Regions from separate parts of the Gossypium hirsutum genome. Here region 2 is linked to region 1. The links are chromatin contacts, called in public Hi-C maps. All regions are on one chromosome and are shown on one strand. The core of a region is the stretch at or near the end of the contact, and the rest is flanking DNA. Distances in the headings are between cores, read along the strand shown.

Region 1 (2,700 bases), core at 28-2,527:
ACAATAAAGTTACAGATTTTATGACCAAACATGATGCTATAATATTCACAAGTATCAAAGTGTTCTTCACACATCCTCAAATTATGCGTAGTTTAATTCAAAAAGATACATTAAACTTTTAATTTTATATTTTTTTATTGTAATTGTTTAGTGTTGTTGTTGTTTTTTTTTTCATTTATAGCAGTATAGATATATAAAATCAATAATATATAAAATATAAAATATAGTAAAAAGATACGTGTAGGCTAATTTGGCAGCACATTGCCATAACACTGATTCCATTTTGGAGAGTGGGTTGACTATAGAAAGAAACATTGTTTTGATTAAATATGGTGGATTTCAACGTCCAAACTTTACACCATTAATTGCATTGCCACTTTTACTACTTCATTCCATTTAATCCAATCAATTGTGAAAGAGCACCCACTGACTTACATGGAGTTTTATGATTTTTCATCCTTTTTTAATAAAAAGAGGCTTTTACGCCAAGGGATTCTCCCATCATATCATACGTTTTTCGGTTGTCTATGTTCGTCTTTCTTAGTGCTACAAACGACATTCGGTCCCATTATATATAATCAATTAAACCAAACTTATTAGTTGATTGATTTAATAGTAATTAATCGGAAAGGCTAGAAAATATTAATATACTAACAATCTGTGACTTTGACGGCCTCCATGGGATTTACCCAACACTGGGCCTCTTAATTACTAAATGGACTCAGCCCAACCTTTATTTATAGCAATAATCAACTTTTTTATTTTTTATCATTAAAAGGGAGGCAATTTATTTTTTAAAATTAGTGTGTATTGGAATTTAATTTTTTAAATTTTTTAATTTCAAAATTCTGATTAAACTATTAAATTTTTTAATTTTTTATTAAAATAATTTTTAATTACATAATTACTAAATAAATAATTTTTTTAATTCAAAATGTCACAATAAAAAAATCTAATAAAAAAGTTGACGATATTAACAGTTAAATTTAAACTTTAAAATTTAAAAAATAAAGAGCTAAATACAGGAGCCAGGAGGTATATACGCGCATTTTAACCCCCAAAAAGAAAAAAAGAAAAAAAAAGGGAAAACCGTTTCCCGTTATTCAAGACGTTGAAACTTACAACACAATGATAATATAACGTTACAAAGAGCAGAGGACCGAAAGTTATTATTAAAGAAAAAGAGATAGGGTTATGGGCCCACAATTGACCCAAAACTCGGCAGCATGTTATTTGTCTCAGAATAAGACCCCATCCCTCTCAATCACCTTCGCATTTACAAAACAAATCTTGATGTTGATCTACTTCCCCATGCAATACGGTGCCGCTTTATAGCTAAATCTAAATCTATATACAAAAGTCTTAAGTTTCATTATAATTAATTTATAAGACAACAAGAAAAAGGCTACTAAAATAGGAAAAGACAAAGTCGAACATGAAAATTTCAACTGGCAGTCAAAAAAGCTAAAACAACAACAGCAGCAGCAGCAGCTGCTGAGCTGAGTTGAGCTTAGCTACTCCTTTCTTTTCCCCTTTTTTTCCTCTCTTTCTCTTTGTCTCCAAACAGTCAAATGTCAGCTGCCTATTTCCCTCATCTTCCTCTTCCTCTTCCTCCATTTTGTTTCCTCTTCTAACCGTCATCTCTCACCTCTTTTAACAAGGGAAAACAGAAACCCTAACTCTAACGCAGAGCATCAAGCGGCGCCGGCAGCTCAGCCATGAAGAAGAACATTCTCATTTTGGCGACATCCTTGCTTTTGCTCTTTAATTTCTTGCTCTCTTTCGCCATCGAAGATGACATCGCCTGTCTTGAAGGACTGAAAAAATCCCTTACCGGCGCCGACTCCCCTCTTTCGACCTGGAGCTTCAGCAACCGCTCATCCACCTCCGTTTGCCAGCTCACCGGCGTTTCGTGCTGGAATGAGAAGGAAAACCGAATCATTAGCCTCCACCTCCCTTCCATGAAGCTGTCGGGTCAGCTACCGGACTCTTTGAAGTACTGTCGGAGCCTCCAGATTCTAGATCTTTCTAACAACTCTCTCTCCGGTCCCATTCCTAGCGATATATGCTCTTGGCTTCCTTACCTCGTTCATCTCGATCTCTCTGGTAACCTTTTCTCTGGTTCCATCCCTCTTCAGATTGTCGACTGTAAGTTCCTAAACGACCTCGTTTTATCCGATAACAAATTGTCTGGTTCGATCCCTTACGAGCTAGCTCGGTTGGACCGCCTTAAACGGTTTTCCGTTGCCGGTAACGACTTGTCTGGCTCCATCCCCTCAGATCTAGCCAGATTCGGGGAAGATGGTTTTGATGGTAACCATGGACTTTGTGGGAAACCCTTATCAAAATGCGGTGGATTGAACGCTAAAAATCTGGGAATTATCATAATAGCTGGTGTGACTGGCGCCGCAGTTTCGTTAATCGTCGGTTTCGCCATTTGGTGGTGGTTCTTTCTCCGAGCCGGCGCAGGCGAAAAAAGAAAGAAAAGTTACGATGTGGAGGGCAAAGATGGTAGTAGTTGGATTGAACTGCTGAAATCTCATAACCTTGTTCAAGTATCGTTATTCCAAAAGCCAATAAACAAGATTAAATTGGCGGATTTAATGGTGGCAACGAACAATTTCGATGCGGAGAACGCTGTTATTTCGACCAGGACTGGAGTATCCTACATGGCGGTGTTGCCGGACGGCTCTGCCTTGA
Region 2 (2,700 bases), core at 177-2,676, 130 kb after region 1:
AACCAGGGACTAGTTTTTCTTATACACAAAACATTGAATAAACAAACATAGAGTTGGTAGCAAGACACAGTTTACAAAAATTTTCATTGCTATATAACTTATTGCAACCAGGGACTAGTTTTTCTTATACACAAAACATTGAATAAACAAATATAGAGTTGGTAGCAAGACAGTTTACAAAATTTTCATTGCTATATACCTTATTGCAACCAGGGACCAGATCCTGAAGAATTTTCATTCTTTCACTAATCTTTTCTCTCCTCGCCTGTCCATCAAACTATTCGGATCAGTGAAACATATTCAAATCTTCATGTACGTCAGATTCTATGAATTTTGTTCAACCAAAACGCCAAAAACTGCATAATGATGGTAAAAAATAGTAGGCGATAACAAAATATTAAAGGGTTAGATATATAAGTTTCACAATCAAAGACATGTCCTTTGTATCAAATTTCGGTTTTTATACATTGCAAGGATTTCAACAATCATAAAGCAAGTTACCCTTTCTGCTAAACTGTGACTATCAGTAGCTTGACCCCTTCTAGCTCGCACATGGATGTAGTCTTGTTTAGGTGGCTCTGGTGGTTTAGCTTTTTGTTCCACTGGCTTGCCTGAACTGGGTTCTGCTGCTTCAACTTTAGAATCATCATTCTCCTCTCTGCATCCTGATGCTTTAAGTCTCTTTCCATCACCAAAACTCTGCCCAAATTATTAAAAAAACTGCCCTATTAATTCCAATCATTTCCTTTCAATACTTGAAAGATAAATGTCAAGCAAAATAAAAAGGTGCCCATCTGAAATAGTGCAAGTGAGGATCACAAAATCCAATTAATGAAAGAAGTAAAATGAAAATGAATACCACGCCATTGCCACTACTGGTGGAGACAACCTTAGCTGCCTCATCTTCTCCATCACGCCTTCTCCTCATACCACCCGATACCTCTGGATTGGGGTGGTCGTAATGAGGCGGCGGCACATTCCCAAACTGACCCCTCCTTAACCCAGATTCACTCACGGGATACTGCCAGATCTCTGCTAGATTGTACCCCCCATCGCTCATCATAGCTGGTGGATCCATCACCCAGCAAAAAGATAAAGTTTGCTTAAATTATTAGCGAAGAAAGATGATGGGTTTTATTGCTTGTTGTCTCTAATGTGTTTGATCTCATTACCGAACTGTGTATCTATGATGGTTTAGAAAGAGACCTCGAGAGTTGCGAACTTAAGTAACTTCCAGTGAGGTTTACAGGGAGGATTCTTTTTTATGCTTCCACAACCCCTTATCTCTCTCTCTCCTTCGCTTCTCCACCATCCGATTCCACTTTTAAATCCACCGTATCACTTGATTAGTAGTAATTGGGAAATTAAGCTGATGTGATTAATGATTAGAAAAACAATGATTAAGTGTCAATTTGTTAGAAAGTTTATGAGTATGAATTTTGGGAATCTTTAGCTATTTATTTTCTTGTCATTGCCGTGTTTAGGTATTAAGTACCTACTCATCGCCATTTCCCTTCCAGTTTTCTTTCTTTTTAAACAATAACCCTAAATTAGCTTCTCAACTATAAAAGTAGATTCATTTAATGAAGAAATAAAATCTCAATTTTAACTGTTCTTGTGTTTTGAAATGATTTAAAATAACCAAATTTCAACCATATTATTTTTATATATTATACCATAATAAATTAAATATATTATAATATAAATATTTAAAAATATGTTAAATTGTTTATATTTAAAATTTTAATAAATTGATAATAAAAGGTATGTATATTTATTAAAATATGATATATTTATTTGTTAAGTTTTTTGTACAAATTTTGCAAGACGATTAGAAAAATTATGATTAAAATTTTATAATACAAAAGAGGGAGGAATTATATTCAATTTTTAAGTTTTGTGTAAAATTATATTATGAGATATATAAATTAAGATCAAAGATATAATTTTTATACTTATGTTATTAACTACAAATATTATTATTATTTATATTTTTAAAAGTTTAATAAAATTCTATATTTTTTAAAATTTAAATCAATTTATCAAAATCGTGAAAATTTTGCATGCTAATTTTAGTATAATAAATGTTTTTTTTTTTTGAGGAAAAGACAATAGTTATCATACTTATCTGAAAAAAAAATTAAATTTAGTATCAACACAATATCATATAATATTAACCACATTAAGAATACTAAATATATGTAACATGACGCATATATATGTGTGTGTAAGTTCACCTCGTTATTGTTGGATTGTTATGAAGTAAAGAAGGCCGAGTAAGATTGGTGTCGTGGAATAGTCAAAATATCTAGAAACATAAATCATCATTGAAGTTATTTACGGTTCTTCTCATTTTCCAAGCCTTCAACTATCAATTCCTATTTTGGTTGGTACCTCCAGCAAAAGATACTACCCATAGATTCCTTTTCCTTTTTCCCTTACAATCCAAGAGTTCAAACTTTCTTTGGCCGAATTTTCACTACCACCGGTTCAATAGTTGCACAACTCTTAAACATCATCTCTTATCGTCCTATGTAACTTTTAACCCATTGAATTTAGGGAACACCCCTCTAAACTTTGAACATTAAAAATAAAAATAAAAAACTTTCCATTTCTTGTTTTTGAAAAGTCAAAAAGTATTTTTTTCATGTGTCGTAAAAAAAACATAAAAGAATTCTGTCAAGGTTAAAAAATTATGAA

What was found. Hi-C and Micro-C count contacts between places; a contact is called where the count stands out from the background.
Region 2: a contact with region 1 is called in a Hi-C map of leaf, with 1.8 times the contacts expected there. The contact joins the promoter of LOC121220375 here to the promoter of LOC107886632 in region 1. A contact is called at or near these places in 7 of 34 Hi-C or Micro-C datasets (leaf and petal).

What each region holds. Positions count from the first base shown.
Region 1 is chrA03:101,569,879-101,572,578 of Gossypium_hirsutum_v2.1, forward strand. It overlaps LOC107886632 (probable inactive receptor kinase At1g27190), which reads left to right and starts at 1,278. Exons shown (of 1, transcript XM_016810656.2): 1 at 1,278-2,700. The coding sequence starts at 1,719.
Region 2 is chrA03:101,704,387-101,707,086 of Gossypium_hirsutum_v2.1, forward strand. LOC121220375 (transcription factor BHLH089) reads right to left here and starts at 1,427. Exons shown (of 6, transcript XM_041100073.1): 1 at 860-1,427; 2 at 502-699; 3 at 200-265. The coding sequence starts at 1,078.